Regions from separate parts of the Mus musculus genome. Here region 2 is linked to region 1. Evidence: chromatin contacts called from public promoter capture Hi-C data. All regions are on one chromosome and are shown on one strand. Each heading gives the region's core, a stretch centred on a gene start, on an enhancer-like site or on the middle of the called end of the contact. The rest is flanking DNA. Distances are from core to core; before and after follow the strand shown.

Region 1 (6,292 bases), core at 1,055-3,554:
TTTCTGGCTTCTTCAGGTCCTGACTCCAAGAAAAGCCACTAATGATACCCTTACGTTGAGTGCTGTGTGCACAAGCTTTCCCTTTAGCCCTTTCCTACGAGGTATGGGCTTCGTGTCTGACTTAAAGATGATGAAATAACCCTTGGGAGACTGAGGCAGAAGAATTTTGAAGTTAGCCTGAGCTACATAGTGAGTTCCAGGCCAGCCTGGGCTACAGAGTGACACATTGTTTCAGAATAAACTCCAAAACAGTGAGGACAAAGCAGGTCAAAATCAAGTGATAAATATCTGGAAAGCAGTGGGACAAGATGAGAATTCAGCTTGGTGGGAAGGCAGAGCCCGCACTTAACTCTTGAGCCTGCTGTTCCCCCAGGGACTCCGTTAGCACCTGAACCTCAGCCTCAGCCTCTGTCCTCAGTTCAAGGACAGTAAGTAGGCAGGGCAGGTGCTCTTGCTTAGCCTATGGAAGCAGCAGCCCCTCTGGCATCCTCCTCTCCTCCACCTTTGCTAGCCATTCTGTCCCCATATTCAAGCTGTCTCACTTGCTTTGGTCTCCCCAGACTAAGTAACTAAGTCTCTGGTCGCTGTCAGACCCTGATCAACATCGCTTCGCTGTTTCCAGGTTCCTTCCTCCTGCCCCAGTCCAGAGCCTGGAGCCCACAGCCTGCCTGGAAGATCCAGAATTCCATCCCCCGGGAAGGCTGTGGCCTCAGGTCCTCTCCATGACTACATCCCAGATGCCAATCAACTTCCCAGGACCAGGAAAGAATGGCTTCATAAATGTCACACCAGTGGCCAATCTAGGGCAGCTCTTCCTCAGCCCTTCAGAACCCTCCCCTCCCGGGGCCCAGGAGACCACCCAAGCTACCCTCTCCAGCACCATGTTCTGCTCAACACCTTTCAAGACTGGAAGCCAGTTGGTCCCAGGGAGGGAGATGTTTATACTCAACACTGCATTGGCTCAAGGCCTTAACTCGGTGATACTGGGAACTTAACATTTAGTGTGAGGTATTGCTCAGGTTAGGGTAGAGAGACACAGACTAGGGTTTCCTCCAGACACACCTATGTCTGCCCCAGGCTCCACCATGCAACTCTTCTATTGTTCTTTTTCTTTGCTGTGTGGCTTTGGGCACATTGCTTACCCTCTCTGAGTCTCCTTTGATCAAAACAGGACAATTTGTTATAAGACTGTTATAAATGTGCAAACGGAACTACTCACAAGCCAATTAAAAGATGCCCAATGTGAACCAAGGGACAAGGACATTTGCCACAGAGATGTCTCCTGCTCTCTCTGACCAGGGCCAGAGGTCACTGACTGCCTGAGGGCTAGCATGTTGTACCCTCATGGACTGTACTTTGCAATCAGACCCCAGCATCAACCTCTGTCCTGGTTCAGAGCTACACAGCACTCACATTTGTTTTAGTTTCTATGACACTGGAGGATCCCACTGTCCTCTTTTAGACACTCATCTAGGTCCAGGACCTATGCTATCTTCTGTGGATGCAGTTCTCCTTAGTGGTCTCCCCAGAAGCTTCATGAACATTGTACCCATTCAACTGAGGCTGAAGCTCAGAAAGGGTAGGACACTTGTCTGAGGTCACACAGCCGAACTTGCATGCCCAGAGAGGGAAGCAAGCCTGGGCACAGAGACCAGACTGTATCCAGTATAGGGTCTTTCCAAGAGTTCTAAGTTGTGACCATATATCTGTCCCACCACCCAGAATTCTGCTGTCATTCAAGACCAGGATGCCTTACCATTGAGAGAATGCAGAGGAAGGAAATGGCCAGAAGATGGATCAGTGGGTTGCCCCTCATGTCACCGTGTCCCTTGTGGAGCCAGCTTCAAACCTGGGAAGCAAGACCCGAGTCTTTTTTTATGTTCTGGAGGGAATGAGGTTCCTTCTAGGTGCATACAGAGAAAGAGAAAACGACAGACAGACAGACAGACAGACACACACACACACACACACACACACATTTATAGTCCTTACACCGGTTTCCATAGTCCCAGGAATAAGCCCAGTTACCTGAGGCCGAGGAGGCCACCAAGAAGGTGTCTGACAGTGTGTGAAGCCCAAGCCACCGCAAGTGCCAAGAGTTTAGGACAGGAGCCTGACAGGAGCCTCTCAGCTCCTCAGTTCCCAGCAAGAAAGACCTCCATCCCAAGCTACTGCCACAGCAGCTGCAGCCTCGCCAAGGCCCCTGTCCCAGCCCGGGGTCCTCTGGAGATCAGGAGCGTCTGTCAAATGCTCTGCAGATCTGACCCACGGTGTCCTGAGCCCTGAAGCTCAAGCTCTGGGCAGCCCAGACCCAGCCTGTGGTTTCTGGCAGGGAGACTGGCAGCCACCCAGAGGTGGGTGTGACCCAGAGCAGAGCTTCCCTGGCAGCCTGTCTGCTCTTGGCAACCAAGAGCCTCCCTATCCTCCTGGGCTCTGAAGGTGGCCTAGGGTGGCCAAGCCTAAGCAGACTGAGCCTACTGTGTGCTGGCACTTGCTGGTCTCTGCTGATCTGACTGAGCAAAATTGTCTTTGTTGGATTCTACCAGCTCTGAGGGGTTCTGCAGACCTGGAGACACAGCACAGACCTGGGGACCAGAGCCTGGGGCATGGGGTAGTAATGAAAAGTGTAAGGACCCCCTCCCTTGTTCAGACAAAGAGTGAGATACAACTTCTGAGGGAGATGCCAATTCTGAAAGCTAACAAGGCTCTGCGGTAGAATGTTCCAGAGGGAACAGCATGATCAAATGTCTGGAGGAGGGACCTAACATAGTAGCCTGGCATACTCAGTACAGAAGGTATCTAGTGGGCATGTGGCTTCCTGGGCACTGGACTGGGCAGGAATACGCAGAGAATAAAACACAGGATTCACATCACCAACTGTATCCATTGGGTACAGGGGATGTCCCTAAGGTCCTATCAACGAGTGTTGGGTAGAAGGACATGGGATTTAAAGATCAGGGTGTAGGGCTGGAGAGATGGCTCAGTGGTTAAGAGCACTGACTGCTCTTCCAGAGATCCCGAGTTCAATTCCTAGCAACCACATGGTGGCTCACAACCATCTGTAATGGAATCCGATGCCCTCTTCTGGTGTGTCTGAAGACTGCAACAGTGTACCCATATACATAAAATACTTAAATAAATAAATCTTTTTAAAAAAAATCAGGGTGTAGAGACATCTGCTGTGTTATATGTAGAAGCATCATCTGTCAATAAAAGGCTGATTGGCCAATGAGCTGAGGCAGGAAATAGAAGGCGGGACATCTTGGGGGGGGGGCGGTTGATTCTGGGATAAAGTCAGAAACAGGGTCTTAGGTGCTTAGAGAAGGCTGTGGCTCCCAACACCTCCACCAGTTACAGTGCAACACACCCATGAGCCCAGATCACAGGGGGCTAGCCTGGGCTACAAAGCAAGCCCCTATCTCAAAAGAAAACAAACCTGGAGGCTATATGCTCCCTCCGAGTCACATACAGACTCTGCCTACCACTGTGGGTAGAAGACAAATATCTAGCAAATAAGTCTATATGACCTGAGGGCCTGAGGGAGAAATGGCATGGCCACCTTGGGTCCTTGCTGTCTGTAGTTCCCTGCTTGATCCTTTCTATGTTTATCGAGACTAGACTATGCCACACGCAGGCATGACACCAGCGAGACTGGAAAGGCAGACCGCAGTCATTTGGTTAGGTAGCGTGGGCAGAGGTACGGCACACAGGACCTGAATCAGGCAGGTGTGGAGTGAGACGCCGCTGAGTTTTGGGGCTGGCACGCTGAAGTGGTGAATGGACGGCTGTTGGTACGCAGTCAACTCTGAGCCAGACTTGACACCCTGTCTTGGGTGCTCACCCGCTCCATGGCCGCACGGAAACTCTCTCAGACAGACCTACACAACGTCCACACTGATAATTGTCTATCTCCTGCCACTATCTCCAAGACCTGAGTTTGTGTAAGACAGTGATGTGCTCAGCTTGGCAGCCAGGCAAGGCTATGTGGCTAGCTTCCTGTTGTGAGTTACGCAAAAGCATTGGGTGCAAATTCTGAGACTGGTCCCTAAAGGGAAGGCCTTTCTTTTTGTCACTCTGACACTCCTTTCTTCCTCTGCTTCTGGTCAAAGGTGGGATAGTGATGTTCGTGGCTGCCTTGTACCATGGAGGTACCTTGAAGACAGGTCTCATATACAGAGGGAGGCATAAAAGAAGGAGATTGGAGCCAGGCAAGGGCAAGCATGCATGTCATCCCTGTATCTTTAAGGCTGAGGCAGGAGGATAATGAGTTTAAGTTTAGCTTGAGTTATATAGAAAGACCCTGACTCATAGACAAAAAGGAGAGGATGTATCCCTTATGGTGCCTAGAGCTACATATGTGTCCTGGATACTCCTTATAGATTTAATGTACATAATTAAGGGGGCAATAATATGTCCATATATATACATATGTATTAATATGTAACCAGTGTCTTTAATATGTATATATGTATATAGTCCCATAGACCCTCCTATTTGAGCTGACATGAGTTTGAGTATTCCTGGTTAGTTACTGTTGATGTAAAAACACCATTTTGTTGTTGGTGGTGGTGGTGGTGTCTGCATACCTGGAAGCCATGCTCAGTCCCACTCATTGCTATTCCATACTCCATCCCTGCCTGTTGATTTGTCTAACCTTGTCTCTCTCCTGCTAGAATGGCATCTTTACTGGCCTTGCTGTCTGGCTCCAGGCCTCAGACCACAGCAGCAGTGTCTGCTCTTCTCGCCTTTTCCGGGTCCTTCAGAACATACATAGATGCAGCTTTTGGTTATGAAAAGCTCTGTGAGATTAAAGTTCTTCTTTTCCCTGAAGACCGAGGACCTCATCCAAGAGCCGAGTCTGCTCCAGGCGTCATGAACACTGGGCTATTTTCCTCCCTTGATCCTCTGAGGCAAATATGCTGGCGAGTTCTCTGTGGTTGGTGTTTTCTCTGGGATAAACTTCCTGATAGCGAGGGAATGTGATTATTTTAACCTTGCTGGATTCAGCCAGTATTTTATTTAGTGTCTCCATCTGTTCATAAATGAAATGGGCCTGTAACGTTCTTTCATGGGCTGCCTTATCTAGCTTTTGTAACGGCGGACATTTATCAAATAGCTCACTTGACAGGTTCCCCTCTCTTTCCCCGTCTCCCTTGTAACCTGTACAACATAGGGACTGTCTCCTGCAGTTCAGCAGGGATTTACCATCAGAGCCCTGGAGCTGCTGAGTTGAGGCTGGGAAGGTCTTGACTGCCATCAGATCTGGAAATATAATGCTTCAACTTCAATTCTCCACTAGTCCTTGGGCCGATCTTTTGGCATGTCAGTGTTTGCGTGTCTGTGTGCATGAGAGCAGACTTGCACACCAGGGGGTACAGGTGAGGAGGCCGCAGGTCAAGGTTGAGTTTCCTCCTCTGTGGCTCTCCACCTTTTTTTTGAGACAGGATCTCTCTCTGAACATACAGTTGATGCTTCGCTAGGCCAGGATCCTCCTGTCTCTGCCTTCCAGGTCTGGCATTATAGGTGTGTACTGCCAGACTCAGCGTTATTATATGAGGTTTGAGGATTCAAATTCAGGTTCTCACGCTTGCATCCAGTACCTACAGGGTCATTGTCCCCTCTTTAGGTTCCTTATACCTCTCTAAAAATTGCTTGTTTCCTCAGGTTTTAGGTTTTCAGATGTACAACTATATCACTGGTTCACGGTGGCCTTAAATTACTTAACTTCTAGGTCCAGGTTATTGCTACCATTTTGCTGTTTATTTTCTTTTACCTGGTTGGGAGCGGGATGCTGAGGTTGGAACCCAGGGATGTGGGTAAGTGCTCTGCCCCTGAGACACACATTCCAGCCCTGTCTCTACGTTGTACCTCTGGTCAGCCTGCTCGGGCATGTGTGTCTGCTATTAATTTGGTCTTGTTTTGATGAATTCTTTTGATCTCAAGCTTGTTGATTTGTTCACAGAATCTCCTGTTGCAGACAGCACATTCTGTTTGGCCCTTTGATGCTGACTTTGTCTGCATCTTAAGCAATATTATGTGGATCACAGAAAGGGGAATGGGCTCCCACCCCTCAACTGGAGGCTGCATCTCCATAATGGATGCCTCCCACTACCCTGTCATGATAGGAGGGACAGGTTAGGTCCCTCTGTGGCTTTCCTTCCACATGTTCTGCAGGCTAGGCAGGAATTCAAATATCCTGGCCCTGTGGTCCCAGGTGCTGTGTGACAGGCCCCCAGGGATAACTGTGGACTTAGATGGTTTACCAGTTGGCGGAAGGTTGAGCTGTCAGGGA
Region 2 (6,292 bases), core at 2,806-5,305, 170 kb before region 1:
AGAACTTGAAGTAAAAGTCTACCTACAACCTGCCAGAATAGCGTGTTTCTGTGAGGCCACTGATCACTTTCATCTCGCTACAAGCACTAGAAACATAACGGCCTCTCGAAAGCAGCCGCCGAGTTGTTTTTAATAGACATATCACAGAATAGAAAAGCACTTCAAATCCATCTCTTCCTTTAACATTCTCCTTAGAAAAAAACTCTTCAGAGTCCAGCTCCAAGTGTCTCTTGTTATGAAATGCAGATCTACTAAAATCCTATTCCTGTGGTGAAGATAGATCTAAAGTTAAAGTCATTATGTAACTATATGCTCCTGGCCCCTAACTCGTCTGAATTCTTATCTCCTTAAGTAACGTATAAACCAAGTGTTTTGTTTTGTTTTTTGTTTGCTTGTTTTTGAGTCAGCGTCTCACTCTATAGCTCTGTCTCTGCTGGAACTATGAAGAATGAAGGCTGTCCCCCAAGGATCAGCCAGCTTCTGCCCCCAAGGGCTGATATTAAAGCCAACCAAGGATCTAAACACCAACTTACAATGAAGTCACCGCTCCTAGAGCCCCTCCCTCACACGCCTGCTTTTGCCTGATGCCGCTGACAAAGCAGGAGCCGAGTTCTCTCAGGACGCAGTAACTTCTCTACTTACAGAGGGAATTATCTCCCATACAAAATCTAACCTAAAATACTATATAGTAGTATGGCTAGCAACCACAAATGGTTATGCTAAAATATAGTCTGCAGTTTTCTGATGGACTTTCTCCCTAGTATAAAGCAAATGCTAGAAAAACTGGCCTTTTTAGCAGCTTTCATCTGATACATACCAGTAATATCACCCTGCAAATAAATGGCACTGTATACTTTGAGAACAGCTAAAACTGGAATCTGAGCACATTAATATGGTGCTTGTACAAGTAACTGTGGTCATGGAATACATGTTCAACCACAATTAAATCTATCATTACCCAGAGTCAAATGACCTGGGTGTAACTCCTGATTTCAGCATGTAAGTCTGTGTTACATAGATGTTATCTTTGTAAAAATTCTCATCTCTGCACCTCAGTTTCCTCACCTGTAGGATGAAGCCAACAGCACTTACCTCTCATTGGCTGCAGACTGAACCGAGGCTTGCAGCGCTTACAGGAAGTGTAGCACACACCAAGTACTACCAGTGGTGAGTAGTGTGATCACGGGCTAGTACCTGAGGATAGCCCGCTAGCTAATGACTAGTCACACGGGTAGCTTCTGTATGTTTCTATGCTACAGGCACATATGCTATACCTAATCAGAGTGTGAACTCATGTATGTGAACAGTAAGAAACAAGATAAAGGCGGATCAATGGATGTAAGTTACAGTTACAAAGGAGCTGCCAGTTCAGTCGTGCTATGCACTTCACCCTGATTATACATAACATTGTTCTGTATTTCTTAGCTGGCTAGAAGAATCGACTTTATTTTCACCATAAAAAAAGACCAAGTCTGAGATAGGCTATTTAAGCATTCCACAATACATACATATACTTAAACGTCACACAGGGGTATATCCATTCGTGTTCAATTTGTTTATTAACCTTATTTGTATTAAGAATATCTGTATCCCAGAAGTTTAATTCCATTTTCTGCCAGCACACATCAAAAGCTGTATTACTAGCCCAGCACGGAGGTGCACACCTGTAAGTTCAGCATCCAAGAGGCAGAAGGGAGAAGACTGGGGCAGTGAGTCTGAGCCTAGGCTGGGCTACACAACAAAAGAGGTGGGAAGAGGGAAACAGTTGTCATTTGTTGAGTCCAGATGAGAGTTACTAGATATTCTCCATGGAACATTCATATCATCTGTCATAGCAAGTGTAAAAAATAAGACTGCACCTTATCAGAAAGGGAGAAAGAAAACACTGAAGTCAGGGATTTAAATACAACAAAACCAAAAGCTTGTACTTAACACAGTTTACAGAAGGTCTCAGACAACGGTGAGACAGGGAGGCTCAGAAGCTGAGATGAATTAACTCCTGAAGGAAGATCACAGCCAGAAAACAATCGAGGGAAGAACTGAATCAAAGTCACCTAACCAGAGCTGTTTTTGGATCCACAGCCAAATGGGGAAAATGCACTTTTTGCAGCAGCCCAAATCTCTGGGGACTCTGCCTAGGGACCGAGCATCAAGGGAGTGTGCTCGGCCTGGTTTCCACACAGGCTGCCTCCCTGATCCAGACAGCTCCAGCTCTAAAATGGCTTCAATATAACCCAAGCACTGCATGATGGGAAATGGAAGATAACAGGGTAGGAGCCATACTCCAGGGGCTGACAGTCCACAAATACTTGCCACCGATGAAAGAGAATATTCAGTCTGTAAGTAGGTGTGAGGTTTAGGCCAAATCACCTCATTTCTTATAAAGACTTCATCTGTAAGATGGGTGAATGGTTTCTTATAGTTAGAAGGCAGAGGCTAAGAAAATAATTTAGCATTTAGTACTGAATTTCCAGCCTTTCATTTCTAAGGTCATGCTTAAAATTCTAACTTGGGTGGGGATGAAAAAAACAAACAAACAAACAAAACAAACAAACAAACAAACCAGTATCTGCCGGCTATATAATGCTAAGGACATAGATCTTAAAATAAAATAAAAAAATTTTAAAAAGACTCGGGCAACCCAAAGAAATGGATTGCACTGGAGGCAGTCAAGAGAAATCCACCAAGATCCCAGTAATATTCGTATAAATTTCCAGCAGCTAGATGTGAGATGCTGAGTAAGCACGTGTTCAGTCCCATAAACTGTGTGTCTGTATGGTTTCACAGGAACACCTGAGATACAGTGAGAAATGTAATTTTCATATTCTCTTAAGCGCTACACCTTTCTGCACCGGCTCCCGGGATTTTAGAGATTTGTAACATCTTGCCAGATTCCACCTCCCACACCAGGCAAGTAAAATCAAGAGTCCAGTGCTATCTAGTCTCACCAGAGAAAATGTACTGAAGGCAAGGACATGAGCCATGCATTTTTACAGAGGTTGGCAAATTCTCACCAACGCTGCCACCTTTGGAATCCTCGATGCACGCATGTTCTCCATTTGCAACAGACCCAGATGCGCTCATCTTGCAAAAAAGGGTCCACATCTTGCCTACTCCTTCCTCAAACACTGAGGTTACTAGACAAATTTCAAACAATATATAACATATACACACACACACACACACACACATATATATATATATATGCCACAAAAAAGTGTATGGATGAATTTGGGGCATGGACACACGAGATTCTGGCAGTAAAAGACGACAAATATCAAGAGAAAAGACTCAATTCTCAGCCTGATCTTCCCCCACCCCATTGGGAATCCGGTTTGAGTCAGTGAAAGGTTCAGATAAATCCATTTCTTAATTCAAACCTCAACCCTGCTGTCAGGGAATCTCGGGTCCAGCTGGGTTTCCCACACCAGCGATGATGAAACAGCTTTACTGCAAAGTGGGAGAGGGATTCGCCCCAGCTGTCGCCAAGGTTAAACCCTTACTCATCCAGGGGAGTGCGGCAGGGGCGTCGCGGCTCGGGAACTCGCCCGCCTTCGACTAACATTTCAATTTTTGAAAGCCACAAAGAATGAGAGAGGTTGACAGGCCCAGAAGGATGGCTCGGGGCCCGAAGGGAGCAGGCAGGGGCGGCGCCGAGCAGAGATGGTGCCGGAGGGGGGGAGCCTGCGGCCCAGCGGTCCCCAGCCGCGCAGGCCTGGCCGCACCCCGTACGGCGCGCCGAGAGAGAAGCCCGGGCTTCCCGCGGAGGCGCAGGCCTGGCCGGAAGCGGGGAGGGGCGGCAGTAAGCCTGGCGGCGACAGTGAGCCTGGCCGCAGCCCGACAAGGGGCTTTGGGCTGGGGCCCCTGGGAGCCACGCCGCACTCACCGCGGAGGACTGGAGGGAGCAAAGGCGCTTCCGGGAAGATCAGAGGGCAGCGACTGCGTCCTTCCCGGGCTCACTCCTCAGGCGGGGCTGGCGGCAGCGGCGGTGGCAGCGACCGTAGGGGCAGTGGCGGCGGTGGCGGCGGCGGCTACCCGGCTCCGGAATCGGCGGCGGCGGTGGCGGCGGCGGCAGCTGCACTTCCGCTCTGGCCACCACTTCCGCTCTAGCCCAAGTCCCGCCCCACCCTGAGTCGATTCCTCATTGGGTGAATGAGGCACGGGGTTGCTCCGTCCTCCTGAAAAGGGCGGTGATAGCCAGGAGGAGGGGATGTCAGGGAGGACCAAGAGGGAGCGGTCGTGGGAGGACGCAGAGCCTGGGTGGGAGCGAGGAGGGGGCGGACGCAGGGAAAGGAAGTGGGGCGGGGGAGCAGGAAAAGGAGGAAGAAGAGAGGGCGGGGCCGAGGTGGCCGCCCCAGGGCTGGGATGTGTGAGAACAGGGCGGGCTCCGGGAGGGCAGGGTTCGGAAGCTTGGAGCGGTCTTGGTTGAGCCTAGGATCGTCTGTTCCTACCCAACCCTGAAAATAATTCTCACGGGGTCGGAGAGCCTAGCAGTGCTTTTAGCTGTGCGTTAAGGGAATGCTTGTAACTAAAGGAGAACAGACAGCCCTCCATTTTCAGTTAGTTCACCTTTCAGTCCTAAAAGGTACTTACTGTTCTTTTCCTAGACCAAGGACGCTTCATGAAGTACCAGGAACAGAACATTTCCAAGGTCTTAATAAAAACAGAAAAACAAAACAAAAAAACCAGTGTACATCAGTTCTTCGTTGAGATTCCCTGGTCCCCAAGTATCCTTCAAAGGGAAATCGTCAGAGACAGAACCCTGGGATCCCCAAACGGCTTTCAGTGTTACCTAAATTTTATTACTACTTCACTCAAGCCTGTTGACCCTTAAGTCTAGCCCTTCAAAATACCTCCACCACCACGCCTTCGTTCATTTCCCACAAATTCCGTGTGGCAATTTTCAGAGTGCTGGGGAGTACAGCAAGACTTGCGTCTTGAAGCTTACAGTTTTTAGAGAAAGAACAAAGTAATAGGCCTTTGTCATTTCTCCTTTTACCCTCACTTAGCTTAATGACAGACTTCAAATTCACCGCTTGACTCTCCAGCCCTGCCCCCATCAAGTACCAAATGATCTTTTCAATGTCATTCTGTGTCCGCTGCTTTGAAACCCATCGCTGATGGCTCCGACTTAATAGTTCCCTGGGCGAGACAATCAGAGCTCTGTCCTTACCCATTATCAGCACCCCAGTTCATTTATATAACTCCCCATCCTCCCAATGTACTGTTCCAGAATGAATAAACACTTTGAGTTAGCTGCTGTCTTAGCTAGGGTTTCTATTGCTGTGATGCTGGGGAGGAAAGGGTTTATTTGACTTACACGGCCAAATTATTCATTACCAAAGAAGTCAGGACAAGAACTCAAACAGGGCAGGAACCTGGAGGTAGGAACGGATGCAGAGGCCATGGAGGAGAGATGCTGCCTTGCTCAGCCTGCTTTCTTATAGAACTCAGAACCATACAAATCAGATTTCTATGGACAGAAAACTGCTGTCTACATTTCTATATGGTAGCTGGGACTATGGAGTGGCTGTCTACTTCAGATTGGGTGTGTATACACAGACTTTCTAGGGTATAAAGGTCATTTTCAAGTCTTTTGTACAGACATTTGTTCTTTAGATGCAGACCACATCAGTCCTGAACCAAGTACAACAACTTTTAACTTGAATGAGATTAAGAGTGCATTGTGTAGGGCTGGCGAGATGGCTCAGTGGTTAAGAGGGCTGACTGCTTTTCCGAAGGTCCAGAGTTCAAATACCAGCAACCACATGGTGGCTCATAACCATCCATAATGAAATCTGATGCCCTCTTCTGGTGTGTCTGAAGACAGCTACAGTGTACTTACATATAATAAATAAATAAACATTAAAAAAGGGTGCATTGTGTAATATATATATATATATTCGGAAGCTTGGAGCGGATATATATATCATGGATTTTATATCGGATTTTAATCAAAACCACTGAACTAGAACACTGGATGGGTTTCTTAATACCACAAGAACCTCATGGGGATTTGTTTTTGGTAGACCAAAGACCAGTTACAAATCCAGAGTCTGTTCAGAGTGCAGTAGCTCTAATATGACAGGACAGTCTTTTGCCTCCATCTAGACAGAAGCCTAATGGGTTAGAGGCTTCTAATGATTACGCCACAAGTTCCATCATCGGTACATGGAGTCAACAGAATTGCTCTTTGTCAGGCCTCCCCTAGTGCCTGCTATAGGGTTGCATGGATTAAATCCTTTCACCATCTCTGCATTCTAGGCCAGGGGTCAGCAAGCCACAACAATCA

What was found. Capture Hi-C pulls out chosen DNA fragments and counts their contacts.
Region 2: a promoter capture Hi-C map of adipose tissue shows a contact between it and region 1. The contact joins the promoter of Ywhab here to the promoter of Ccn5 in region 1. A contact is called at or near these places in 8 of 39 promoter capture datasets (the 3T3-L1 cell line, 3T3-L1-derived adipocytes, the HPC-7 cell line and 4 more), 4 of 115 datasets of contacts at active chromatin or transcription factors (embryonic midbrain, embryonic stem cells and pancreatic cancer cells) and 2 of 9 other capture datasets (adipose tissue and pancreatic islet).

What each region holds. Positions count from the first base shown.
Region 1 is chr2:163,816,846-163,823,137 of GRCm38.p6, reverse strand. It overlaps Ccn5 (cellular communication network factor 5), which reads right to left and starts at 2,304. Exons shown (of 5, transcript NM_016873.2): 1 at 2,029-2,304; 2 at 1,757-1,849. The coding sequence starts at 1,816.
Region 2 is chr2:163,992,960-163,999,251 of GRCm38.p6, reverse strand. It overlaps Ywhab (tyrosine 3-monooxygenase/tryptophan 5-monooxygenase activation protein, beta polypeptide), which reads right to left and starts at 4,055. Exons shown (of 6, transcript NM_018753.6): 1 at 3,887-4,055.